Regions from separate parts of the Mus musculus genome. Here regions 1 and 3 are each linked to region 2. A link is a contact called in public Hi-C and HiChIP or PLAC-seq data. All regions are on one chromosome and are shown on one strand. Each heading gives the region's core, a stretch centred on a gene start, on an enhancer-like site or on the middle of the called end of the contact. The rest is flanking DNA. Distances are from core to core; before and after follow the strand shown. Region 1 has its middle 63 kb from the start of Gm41326. Region 2 has its middle 88 kb from the start of Gm41326. Region 3 holds the start of Has2 (hyaluronan synthase 2).

The links. A called contact is a pair of places that touch in the nucleus more often than the background predicts. HiChIP or PLAC-seq counts read pairs in DNA pulled down with a chosen protein or histone mark.
Region 1: a Hi-C map of the N1E-115 cell line shows a contact between it and region 2, with 2.4 times the contacts expected there. The contact joins two enhancer-like sites. A contact is called at or near these places in 1 of 39 promoter capture datasets (the 3T3-L1 cell line), 12 of 484 Hi-C or Micro-C datasets (3T3-L1-derived adipocytes, the C2C12 cell line, the N1E-115 cell line and 8 more) and 1 of 115 datasets of contacts at active chromatin or transcription factors (fibro-adipogenic progenitors).
Region 3: a contact with region 2 is called in an H3K27ac HiChIP or PLAC-seq map of neural progenitor cells, with 6 times the contacts expected there. The contact joins the promoter of Has2 here to the enhancer-like site in region 2. A contact is called at or near these places in 6 of 39 promoter capture datasets (the 3T3-L1 cell line, 3T3-L1-derived adipocytes, frontonasal cranial neural crest and 2 more), 1 of 15 datasets of contacts at CTCF or cohesin (the NIH/3T3 cell line), 5 of 484 Hi-C or Micro-C datasets (adipose-derived mesenchymal stem cells, embryonic fibroblasts, uterus and 1 more) and 1 of 115 datasets of contacts at active chromatin or transcription factors (neural progenitor cells).

The regions. Positions count from the first base shown.
Region 1 is chr15:56,344,640-56,349,019 of GRCm38.p6, forward strand. No RefSeq gene overlaps it. Among named protein-coding and RNA genes, the nearest start is that of Gm41326, 63 kb to the right of the region's middle. Within about 2 kb of position 1,677, at least 13 of the 459 cell types and tissues checked have an H3K27ac peak or open chromatin away from gene starts, as enhancers often do. A contact at or near this core is called in the C2C12 cell line, the N1E-115 cell line, fibro-adipogenic progenitors and 1 more, where this site is marked.
Region 2 is chr15:56,495,872-56,500,381 of GRCm38.p6, forward strand. No RefSeq gene overlaps it. Among named protein-coding and RNA genes, the nearest start is that of Gm41326, 88 kb to the left of the region's middle. Within about 2 kb of position 2,085, at least 30 of the 459 cell types and tissues checked have an H3K27ac peak or open chromatin away from gene starts, as enhancers often do. A contact at or near this core is called in the C2C12 cell line, the N1E-115 cell line, fibro-adipogenic progenitors and 2 more, where this site is marked.
Region 3 is chr15:56,692,525-56,696,826 of GRCm38.p6, forward strand. Has2 (hyaluronan synthase 2) reads right to left here and starts at 2,022. Exons shown (of 4, transcript NM_008216.3): 1 at 1,470-2,022. It overlaps Has2os (hyaluronan synthase 2, opposite strand), which reads left to right. Exons shown (of 4, transcript NR_002874.2): 2 at 1,090-1,244; 3 at 1,431-1,553; 4 at 1,839-1,936.

The DNA.
Region 1 (4,380 bases), core at 427-2,926, 150 kb before region 2:
TGCGTGGCAGCCTCAGAGCAGTCCATCTGCAGCTTGATGCTGCTCACTGGCCTGTTAAGTCTGGGGAGCACAAGTCATCTATTATTGCTCAATGGTAACACTGCACACAGCTCTGTTCACACACTGTGGTGCATTGTAAGCTCTCTTCTCTATGGAGAGAGAGAAAGTTGGAAAAAAGAAACTGGTTTGCCCCTCCCCCTCCCCCTCCCCCTAGCTGGGTCCCCTCTCTAACAACAGCTGAATCATTAAATGTGGATAACTCATGAATCTTTCTTTATCAGTCTAGTAGACACTCATGCTTAAGTGTTGAGAATACCAATTTAATTGGGTGTAAATGGCACTGACAAAAAGAATCATTAGATTTACTGTTTGGAGCTCAAAGGTAACTGTGTGAGTTACCTGCCACATGATTAAATTAATTGGGCTTTCTAAAAGGTATAAGTTTAAATAAAAACTATGATTGAACTTCAGGGTCAGTGGCATAAATTAAAGTGTATCCAGACTGTTTAGTTTGTCCAAGAGAGAACTCTAAGTTAGCTCTTCCTATCCAGGGAAGTTAATTGAGCAGAGAATAGGGCGATTATTACTAGTTGCAAGTAATTTCATGTCCTCTCTTACTACTGTAGTTGAGTATGTAATTAACTACGCAGTTTAACAGCTCCTGGGCTGTGGTTAGTTGCTCAGTGGTAAGGCACTTGCTTAACTTGTGGAGTGCTTTCTAGCACTGAAACAAAGAAAGAACTAACTACAGGAAAAATTTCAGAGATCTCCTCTGTATTGAGATGTCGACAATCAAGGGAGCATTAACACCTTGAAACCTGGTCCTAGTCCAGTGGGAAACTAAAAGAGTGGAGACAACAGCAGAGATACCTAAGTCCATCACCTCTCTGGCCTATCAGCCTCTTCTCAGACTCAATGAAGGAGGGATACTCTTTCCCACAGAACTGGTAGGGGAAGGACCAAAACTTGAGACATGATTCTTTGAGGTCAGACCCAAGTCAGTTGACTCATCATATATCTTTGAATGTATTCACATAATAGACATTCAATATATTTGTGTTCTGTAAATGAGACTATAAATGAATGGATGGCAGAATAATGTCCTGGGAGATAAAATCTGAGGATTCTTAGTTAATATGTTCAAAGGGAAAGACACTGAGTACTTACTGAATCTTAGAGCAGTGTACCTGGATGAAAAATAACACTCATACTTTAACTTAAGCTTCCAGGTTTTATCCTTTGTTGAACTACACTTTGATTTATCACTCTAGACATCAGTATATTTAAATAATAAAGCAAATAAATACTCATCTGTAGGGCAGCAAGAAAATAATGTGTAAATCATTCGGAAGTAAAGAAATGAAATAACTGGCTATGGAACCTCTCTGGGAGTTGACATCTTTGTGGAGAATTGTTAGCCTTTCCTTGAAACATACATTTGGGTTCCTGGCATCAAGGAAGTTTTGTAATTTCTCCAGAGGACATTTCCTTGGGAATTTCAAAGATGCAAAACTCCAAATGGTGTAGGGGTGCTTGAGTTGTGAGGCATCCCAACGCAAGCATCAGCAGTGCTGCTAAGATGATGTTGGTCAGTCTTGGCTTCTTGTCACTGGGGCCTCAGGGTGTCTACTTAACTGGAAACACATTCTGCAGTTACAGCCAAGAGGGGCGACCTTTCCCCAAATGGTTCTTGTTTTGTGATTCAGCATGTGAGTCATTTGGTTAATAACAATTTCCTGTCTGTCCCAGACACCCCTTGGGAAAATTGGATCTTCTGATTTGGAGAGAAATCCTTGGCCCAGTTTTTAAGGGCATTGTGAGATTGTCAGTGAAGTGAAGGCTCTAGGGACTTTCTGTATTTTACTGGGCTGCACAGGAGTGGGGGAATTACAATAAGACAGCAGACTGCAACACCACATTACCTTCTACTTATCGCTATAAAAGACCGTTTGAAAGTATGGGCAGAGTGTCATGGTACTCCACTATTGAATGGTTACAAAGGTTACAACTGAATTTTCATTGTGATACTGTCAAGAACTCCCTCACTCTTTGCTGCCTCTCACCTTTTTATTTATTTTTTTAATATCTGTCATTCTTGATTCTTCTTCCTTCTACCATGGCATGACATAAGCTGGAAGGGTTTTTTTTTTTGTTTGTTTGTTTGTTTGTTTGTTTGCCAGGTGCCTATTCTTAATCTTTTGACATGCTAACTATCAGAACTTTAAAAATAAAGTTTTGTTCAATATAAATTAGTGAGTCTCAGGTAGACTGAGGAAATGACTCAGAAATAAAATCTATCCACTCATTCTTGCTACATACGATAAACTTTGATTTACTCTCAGCATTTACCCTATGCCACTCTTGTGTATTAAACACATGATTGAGGGAGAATGGATTTGCTAACAATCCTGGGTTGAGAATCACAGTATTAGCTAATTCTCATCTACATACATCCTCAGGTTAGGGCTGGGCACTTCAATTAGGCTTAAGTTGATATGTATAAAATACTTTCTTGGTTATGCCTACTTAGGTCAATCTTAGCAGAATAAAGGTAGGAATACTGTTAGTTCAGTTGGGAGAAAAATGGCATTTTTTTCCTGCATACAGAGTGGACTACTTTTATAGCTCTGTAAATTATAACCTGCCATACTGTGATCACTTAGGGAAGTTAGTCTAGTGTTAAAGCTGGCATGTCTGAGGAAGCAATGGGCTGGAAAGAAATGGCTACCATCTATTTCTGAGCGAAAACAAAGGTCTTTCTTTCACCACACACATTTACGTTTTACTGTTTGACACAGTTTGAGTTGGGTTTTGTATTATGTCTGATAAAAAATAATTTAAAAATGTAACTTATCATTCAATTGTGTATTTTTTTAAAAGTACTTGTCTTACACATAGGCATAAATATGAAGCATAGTACAATATAACAAAAATCGAAACTTATATGGCAAGTACATTTATGTTATAATAAATGATAGGTGTAAATACATATATACAAAATAGAGTGGAAAGATGGAAGGAGCGATTCTAAAGGTATTTTCATGGTGCAGTCAGGGGCACTCATGCATTGGCATTGACAGTCGAAGAAATTATTAAAGTCTTAAAGTGAAGGAAAACAAGACTGGGAAAGTAGCCAGGCATAAGATGCAAACAATTTTTTCATTTAAGATGGGAAATACTTTTTTCTCGTTGGGGTAGAGGTCTCTTAAGGAATTCAGATCAGTGTGTTCAATTTGAAATCATGTATATTAAAATTTCTTGGCCTTCCAGAGGAGAAGTTAAAGGCAGTGTGGTCAAGAGCCTGAGCAGTACAATTCCTGGATCTTATTATATCGTGTTCTATGTCTTCCTGGTGCCTCAGTTTCTCAGTCTCTCCTTTGAAAAGAAGGATACAATGAGACTACAATGAAGTCCATATATATATATATATATATATATATATATATATATATATATATATATTACAGTCAGTATTGTATAGATGTGCAATATTTAAATTTTTCGTTTCCTTGCTGATTTCAATTTTTCTTTTTCTTCTCTCTCTCTCTCTCTCTCTCTCTCTCTCTCTCAAGAAAGAGTTTCTCTTTGTAGCCCTGGCTGTCCCAGAACTCACTTTGAAGATCATGCTGGCCTTGAACTCACTGATCTCCCTGCCTCTGCTTCCTGCTCTGATCTCCATGCCTCTGCTGGGATTAAAGGCATGAGTCTCTACTGCCTGGCTGCCGATTTCAATGTCTAATGATAACCCTGTGAATGCATTGCCTCAGGCTTGTTGAACAATTTATAGCTGCTTTTAAAAATGGTCAGCCAGGTGCTTTGGTAGACAATGTGAGATCTCAGTCTTAAAGCTTAGTTCTAAGCTTCAGCCATTATTATGCTTGTACTTTAGTGAAATCTGTCCAGGCTGTTGAAAGAAGCTAATTTAGTTTTTCGAAGCTATGTAAAAGCACACAAAGAAATAACAACAATGGATACCTACAAATGTTGCCTGCTGCTAAATAACCATGGAGTTTCTAAGAAATAATTCCAATATAGTTCATTCCACTATAAGTGGGTTAGTCAGGATCACATAGATTATCAAATTATACATTGTCCCATGGGGCAGCAAATGATAATTCTAGTGCTTTTCAGTTTACTTTGCCACTGCACCTGCACACTTGGTACATCAACTTACCTGCTAGAAGCATGTGTAGATGCATAAACTGCTATACACATACATATATCAATGACTAGCCCAATCATTATCAGAGAGGCTTAACTCAGCAATTGATGGGAGCACAGGCAGAGACCCAGAGCCAAACATTAGGAGAAGCCAGGGAAACCTGAGAAAGAGGGGGAGGGAGGATTGTAAGGGCCAGAGGATTCATTTGAAGACACCAG
Region 2 (4,510 bases), core at 835-3,334:
ATAGATAGATAGATAGATAGATAGATAGATAGACAGAAGAACAGATACATACATATGATATAGATAGATGATAGATAGATAGATAGATAGATAGATAGATAGATAGATAGAGATAGATAGATAGATAGATAGATAGATAGAAGAATTGATACACACATATGATAGATATAGATAGATGATAGGTAGATAGATAGATGGATAGATGATAGATAGATAGATAGATAGATAGATAGATTAAAACAGATAGATAGATAGATAGATAGATAGATAGATAGATAGATAGATAGATAGAGATGGATATGTGGATAGACAGATAGACGGATGCACAGATGATACACACGCAGATATATGATAGATATAGATGATAGATAAAGACAGGTGATGTATGATAGAGATAGATAGGTAGAGATAAATGGATAAATTAGATAGAAAGATAGATAGATAGATAGATAGATAGATAGATAGATAGATATATAGATAGATAGATAATGCAATAAAGCAGGTGGGTATGTTAGAGAGTTAATTATTCAAGAACCCAAAGTATTCAGAGAGAAATTTTGAAGCTGTTTTGCTGTTAACATCTATGACTCCCTGAGGAGGAAATTTATTTTCTTGGGGATGATTTCCTTGTCTACAAAGTATGAATGATAACCACATGTAATTCTGAGGGATGAGACAAATAATGCACGTGGCAATGCCTGAGAAGTGACTAACCCGGAGGAATGTAGTGAGTGTGCTCTTCTTTCCTTACTATTTGTAAATATAATTATGTCTCTTGGTTTATATAGTCCCTGGAAGGGGGTGAACACCTGGAGTCCATTGCAAATTGATGATGACAATTGGTGGCAATATAAAAAGATCATCTGCTACAGTTTTATTTTATTATTGTTATAGTATAGAAAAGCTATGGACACTGCAAAGATGGGAGGAAGAATTTTCAATGTAAAATGAGATTTCCACAAGAATACTAAGAAAACACTCTTCCACTTCATTTGTGAAAATAACCCAAACTATACTTAATGGTTGAAATTGGGTGTGGTGATTGTGTTTATTTGATATATATATATATATATATATATACACATATATATACACATATATATACACATATTTTCCAATGTTAAAACATTTTTACATAGAAGTTATTCATCAATATATATATATATGTGTGTGTGTGTATATATATATACATATATATATAGTCTGCTGACATGTTTTAGGGAGTAAAAGCTTTTACTGCTCTTCTGAAAGACCCGAGTTTGAATATCAGCATCCATGTCAGTGGATCACAATTATTTATAACTCCATTTCCAAAGTAGCTGTTGATATTTCTGGCTTTTGAGTACACATGTGGCATTCCCTCAAACAAACATACGTACACAAAAATAATAGTATAAAAATAAGTACTTTGAAAAAAGAATGAGAAAAACCTTACCACAACTCTACTCTGTCTCAGTTCGTGCCATAGTGCAGAAAGCTAGATTTTCCACTCTGTCTCTTGCTGTTCAGACTGGGAGCAGACATCCTTTTCTCTGAGCTTGTGGGAAGGACTGAGGTTTGCCTGGCTCCAAACTGCTAATCCAAGGAAACATCCTCCACTCCTCACTGGGGTTTGAATCCAAAAGGAAAGTTGGAGGCAGCTGTGGCTGAGAAATTGGAAACAGTTTCCAGAAAACAGTTACTGTGTCAGAGCTTTGCATAGACCTTTTCTAGAACAATAAGAAAGCACTGAAAGGGTAAACAGATGGAGTGAACACTTATTGGGAGCTTTGTGGCCAGGTAATACTCTGTATATATTCCAAACGTTGTCTCATTTAGTATTGATAACATTTCTTGGAGGTGGGTAGCAATATCTCAAATTTATATTGAAAATGCAAGGCTCTGAGAGGTAAGGAGCCAGAATTTAAACGGAGGTCTTCCATGATGAAGGACAATGTCCTTACAGCACAATTACAGAGCACAGCTTTGGTAATGGATTTGGCCAGGATTGCATCTGAAATGACTCAGTATGCTGAGGAAAGGCTGGCTCAGAGAACTGCTTTTAGCCACAGTGTTAATTAAAATCCCATTCAGCACTACAAGCCATTGTAAAAGCAGCTGTAGTGACCAAGCACAGGTTCTCTTCAGAGAACAGATAGACCATTCAGCCCAGGGACTGTGACGTGGGCCACGTGAAAAACCTGCAAGCCATGTGCTTTCAAGAAGACTTCTCTGGAGAAATTATCTTTCCCAGATTGTGCAAATGCTGGAGAGCTGGGGCTTGGTCAGGTTCAGAGGGTTGACGAAGTAGAGAGAAGCAGGCAACACCAATGAAGCTGGGCCTTTGATCTCTTCTAATCATGACATTTCATGAGGCCATTTCTGATCATGTACTGCTCAGCTCCTAATGAAAATGGCTTAAGCATGAGTTTTGCTTGGTAGATCTAAGAAAGAACCATCTATGGAAGCAAGCCAGATATTAGGTAACCCAAGACCACTCAGGAAATCAAAACAAAGTTACATTAGTCAAGTGCAATTTTTTTGGGAGGGTAAGCAAAGGGGCTTGGGGGAAGGGTAGTCAGAAATGTTTCTTCCTTTCATTCTCCCAGGGGAAAACACCTACCTCATTGTACATTTTGGTGCATCTTTTAACCTTCAGGCAGCAGAGATCCATGTCTTTTACTACCTTTGCACACTAGTTCTCAGCCATTCACCTTAGAACAATTTGCTTTTGAACTCTTGGCAGAGTCAGAGTCGCCAGATGCACTCTCTGTGGAGTGTCCATGTTCTGGAAGGAAGAAAATATCCCATGGGATGTGTCTGATGGAAAACAAAGATGTCCAGTGTATTACTCTACATCTCAATAGCACTTCATATTTACAGAGGGCTTTATCGTAAGGATTTATTCATTACTGCATATAACATCCCAGTGTGGGACATGGTAATACTTGTTCAGACTGAGCTATGTACTTCAGCCCACACAGAAGAATTCAAAATTCCACTCTCAGTATGTTTTCTGAATCTTGTTCGCCTCTGGTTCTCTGAGGTGGCTGCTATGACAACACAAATCTGGACTGAATCAGAGTAGCAACCTGAGGTGGCATCATAAGCATTCTTGCCAAATATTTGTGTTCTAAGGTACGTAGTTGCATCACTATGGAAAGACTGTGAGGGCAGGCTGCCACTTTCCTCTTTTCTGGCAGAATCCCGTGTGTCTCTGGCTTTGTGGGTTTATCTCCAGTGACTCTGTTTCCATCCCTCTGTGGATTTTCCTCCTAAATGTGTATGTCCTCTAGGATCAGCCTGAAGCTTTCTCATCCCACTCCCTTCCCAGGCTTAAAATAACACCATGATATTAATCAATCCCAAATTACCCAGACTATTCTTTCTCCTCCAAATTCCTTTCCTCTGCCTACATGTGTCTCGATCTAGCCAATTTTTCTTTTGTCTGTCCTTTGCCAGAGAAGAAGAAAGAGATGATTGCATCTCAGTCCCTCTTTCCATAAAGAGTTATCAAAGAAGGGCCACACATAAGAGAATTCCACCGACAACAAGCCCATGAATGATGTAATGACATCGTCATCGTCAGAAGAGAGGCTGCTTAGACTGCAGCTTAAGGGCCATGGAGAAATCCTGAAAGAATACCACTGGTCCCAATTGTTACATGCACAAACTGCCATGCAGATAACTAATATATATCTGTTGATTATTTAGAATCTAGTGCTTTAATGACTTTTATTTCTCTGCTTTACATAGCTAAAATTGTTACATAAACTGAAATTAAAAAAAAAAAAAAAACAGTGGCATGAAGAATTAAGGCCCTTCGTGAGGCAGATATGAGAGAACAATTACCCTTCTATGAAAGCCCAGAAACTTGAATCACTGAGAGCTTTATGTGCTATCTCCATATGCCCAGACCCATCATTACCCAAGACCTATGAAGAAGGGTCTATTGAGATCTGAGAAAAGGAAGGATTTTCTCTACACACTGACTCTTTTGTCTCATTGTCTAGAACCTGTGAGCTGGCAAGAGCATTCATTCAGACCCTAGGTACACCTGTAGGTGCTTCTCAATGAGCTGCTAATAACACTGGAGAACTTACAAGGCAAAATGAGAAACATATATAGCTGCTAGTGAAAATTCTGGGAGATTATACTTAAGTTGCAGAGGAACTGGGTGGGGTAGGGGATGCCAAGATCAGAGAGGTACACAGAGGTCAGACCTCTGTGATATGTCATGTATTTACTGAGAATATCATAATCTTCCCACCAGAAACTCTCCAGTGGACCATACATTATGTATGTAAGCCTAGTGATAGGTCTTCTGGGCTGTCTGTTCTTTGTACAAACATGGCAAGGGGGAAGTGCTGTGTGCATTTTGCAGGTTAAGCACAGGGACAGAAACAATTAGGCTGACTTTTCAGGTTTCATTATGTAGTGCACCTAAATGATATATGCAGGTTGTCAGGCTCCAGCAAGTGTAGCAAACACACCACAGAGATAGTCCTTGAGAAGTGATAAAGAAAGTACA
Region 3 (4,302 bases), core at 772-3,271, 200 kb after region 2:
CTCCTGGGCTTCTACAAGTCCCAAGCCAGGACGCGGTTGTTGCAGCTGGCTATCTAGTGGCAAGGGTATCCGAGTCAGAATACTGTGCCCGGGAGTTTGGGGGATATCCAGAGAGGTGCTGGTGGAAACGGCACCTACACCTACGACTATGTAATGAGACCTGGGTCTTAGAAGCCTTCGTTCTCAGACACCGCCTATGCTTCCAGCCCTGTCTTAATGGTCCTTTCAGAGCTGTTTCCCCTGGGCTGCCTTTCTTGGGCCAGAGGAAGCCGCCTCTGTCGCCACGAAGTTCTCACCCTTACACAGACCCTCCTTTCAGACCCGCCCTCTGGTTCACCGGGACCGATTTCTAAGCCCTGGCTCACTCTGGGCGGGAACCACCGTGACGAATTCAGTCCAAGGTGTTGATTATCCCGTGTCTGGCTCTCTTCCCACCTCTTCCCAGGCTCCCAGGGCCCCTCGACCCCACATCGGACAAGGGGCTAGAGACAGAGTCCCCTAATCCCCCACACAACAGCGTCTCCAGCTGCAACGGAGGAAAGAAGCGCCAGCGTGCTCCGTGCCACGTCGGATTTGGCTCGGGACTTGGTGCAGCTGCGGGAGCGCAGCGCTGTCCGCGCGCACGCCCTGCCCAAGGGGTGCGGGCCGGCCGGCCAGCGCAAGGAGGGATGCGCGCTCTCTTCTCTCCCCCAGCGGCGAATGCCTGCGTGAGGGACCCCTTGCCCCAGGAAAGGCTTTCTCGGGGTGGCTGTGCCCGGATGCTCGCTGCCTGACACTTTAATGGAGTTTGGAAACTGCAAAGGAGTGGAGGCCCGGGAAAAGGGGGGAGTGGCTGAACCAGGATGGTAGCGCGAGGAGGTGGCGCAGGACTTTCCTTGGGGTCTCTTCCAGCCTAACGTAGCTGGAAACCCGGATCGTTTAACCCTTTCAGTCTAAGCCAAAATTGAGCGGTTTTGTTTGTACCCCCACCTCCACCCCCGCACAGAACTGTGCCAGGGTGTCCAGCCCACATACTGGTGGGAGGTGAGGGAGAAAGAAGGGAAGGGTAGGAAGGTAAGGACAGTTGTGGGATGAATTTTCCGTACACAGTGGAAATCCTTGTTTTCTGACTCCGGAGCCCCTTTGACGCTCGGGAAGATGCCCAGTGGAAAAGTACACCCCGGGACAATCAGCTTTCCTTGGCCACGCAAGTTACCTGTGCGCCCAGAGAGGCAGCGGATTTCACCGGATGATTAAAACCCAGGGTATGCTGCGAGACTTGATAGTGATTGGCAATATTCCCTCATGGGCAGTTTGTTGCGGGGGGGAGGGGGGGGAGTTGGGGGACACTTCAGACCTCAAATGTTTCTATAGAAACTAGGGGGTTTTTGTTGTTGGTTTTTTTTTTAAAGCTCTGTTGATAATTTCTTCTCTGCCCCCAATCTATCTAGGGAATTCAAAGTTCACCCAAACGCGTCTGTATAACGTACCTTGTTCAGCTCCTGCTCATAGACTCGTCCTCCGCCTGTCTGTGTGGTCCCGGAGGGTCGTGGAAGGAAGTTTCCAAAATTGAGGTAATAAGAAATCAGATGAATTTGAGACGACCGGCCAAAAAAAATAAGAAATTTAAAAACAACATTTAAAAAAAAAGATGGGGGAGCCTTAAATGCTTGGTTCTCCCCTCTTTGAGAAGAAATTTCACTAATATTCTCTTTTATTATTTCCGCTGCACTTAAGTCTTCTAATTCTTTTTGTTAAATGTGCTTTAAAAATAAATTAACTTTTCCCCCTGTTTTGCTATTTGCTCCAATCCCCTTCCCTCCGACGACACAAAATCTCTTTTCACATCAACCTACAAGCCGGGTCAAGACTCAGCAGAGTCTAGCAAGAGCAGAATGAAGAAGTCTTTGGCTGGTTCAAGTCCCCCGTTCAATGGGCTGCTCGAAGCCAGGACTGGGTAATTCTTTCCAGACGCCTTGACTTCTCCTTCTTCTTCGCTGTGGTTGCCTTTCTGCCTCCTCCAACTTAAGGGGGTCTTAACAAGTGAGCCGGTGGGTGTTTTAATAGGACGGAGGAGGGAGTGGGGGTGAGGGGAGTGGAGGAGGGAGGTGTAGACTGGGGAACCCGGAGGGGAGGGACTGGGCGGGATGGGAGGCGGGGAGGAGTGGGGGGAAGAGAGAGAAATTGGCCATTCAAAGCCCTCTCTGAGCTAGAGGCCGCTTCTAAACTCCAATGAATTCAATTAACTTGATTGTTAACGTGTGCTGAGAAACGCGGAGCACAGATGCTGACCACCGCCTGATACCTCTCCTCAGGCAGTGACCGCGGAGCGGGCAGCCCTGCTCTGCAAATATTGCTGAAGTCTGTCTGCGTTACAAGGATTCCCTCGACTTGATAAACTCCCCGTTGCATATAAATGATTTTAAGGCCAAACGGTTCTCTTAGGCTAAATCACTGCTCTTGGCGGAATACTGACTCTGTGTGTGTGTGCGCGTTGTGTGTGTGTGTGTGTGTGTGTGTGTACGTCCGTGCTACCTAGTTTGCTCCACAAATGGCCTAGGACGCTAAAAAGAGCGACTAGTTTGCCATTTGTTAACCCTTTCTTCCTCCCAGCTCTAAACTTTCTAAGCAAAAGGCAAATGTCAACGTCTCCCCCCCCCCCCCCCCGCAGTTTTCGCTGTGGGTGGGCTGGACACTGAAATGAGGAAAATTTTTAAATTTCTTTTTTTCTCATGATTCTCAGACATGAAAACATACAAAAGATTCTCGATTGGAAGTTTATAATAATGATGATAGCAATAAACCTGAGAAAGTGTACGGAAGCAGTCATCTCGTAAAACATCTGAAATTACTTTTGCCTCTTGACAGCCTTTTACTTAATGTTTTCAAAATACCATTTTAAAATTTCAATGACGCCAAGACTGGAGAGTTTTCTTTCTCGGGTTTTTTTTTTTTTTTTTTTTTTTTTTTTTTTTTTTTTCAACCTTAGGGCATCCGCGCCCTTTTCCCTTGATCCTTGCGGTCCCCGCCCCTGCCCCCACCCAAAGGAAAAGGTAAAAGGAAAAAAAAACTCAGAGAGCTACAATGGACACTAGGTGGCGCTGTTTAGGAAAAAATGAAAGCGGATTTACGCAGTAAGGCTAAAACTGAAATCTGCTAAAACCTTACTTGCCTTTTACTTCCTTTTCTGTTCTTCCCCACCCATCCCCTCCTTTCTTTTATTTCCCTTCTTCGTGCTCTTGATGTGGGCTTCGTTTGAGTTCTACCGCATCTTGATGCTGTATGGTATATGTGTTTCGGATAAGATCGGAATATAAATTTGGGCAATAGTTAAAGGTCAGACAAAAAGAGAAAAGTGGAATAAACCGGGAGTGAGGCTCGCAACATATCAGGCAGGTGTGGAGTTGAGGATTGTGAATAGGGATGCAGAGTGTGACTGCAACTCGCAGTTGTCAGCCGACCCATCCCCCACAAAGCTGGATCTGCAAAGCCAGTCCCCCCACCCCCGACCCTCACCTCCCCCCACACACCCAAACACAAGGCCATTTCACCTCTGGGAGCCATCACTTTGGTGGCTGACTTCATGCCACTCTGGGGAGACTTCCTCATTTCCCCCCCACAACTCTCTTGACTCTAGCCTTTGAACTCCCGCTTGAGGTGATTCAACTGTTGCAAAGACTGCCTTAAATTTCAGAGCGCAATTTCATCACACTTAATCAGACCTGAGCTTCCTGGTTTTTCATGGTCTGGGAAGTGGTAAATTGCTATTTTAAAGTATTACTCAACTTCTGCGCCGTGACTTATAATGTAAATTAAACTGAGTTGGGAGAAATTGTGGGATGCCAAGTCTCTACCTGTAAACTCCCCAGTGGCCTCATAGCTCCCATTTCTCTATCTCTAAATGCCTAAATGCCCACAAGCAAAGTTACTCTAACAGTTGCTTAATAGTGTTAAATCGTCCTTATGCTAACAGTTCAAGCAGCAGAACACCTAGTAAAACTAAGTTTCTTTATTAAAGAAAAACACATTTGTTGTTTCTTCCTTGTAATTCATAAGCCATAAAACAAAGTTGCATGCCCTCCGCCCCCCCCTCCCCCCAGCTGTAGGCAAGTATAAACTTTGGTTCTACATCTGTGCACTTCCCTGTCCTCACAGAGGCAAGAGAGAAAATACTAGCATAATTTAAAGCTAACAGTTAAAGTTCCCTATAAGCGAAGAGGGATCCACAATTCAAGAGTCCTTACACTCAGATCACACCTTTAATATTTATTGTCTGTGGGATTGGAAAGGCACTTCAGTTTTCTGGAAGTAGATGCTAGTGGA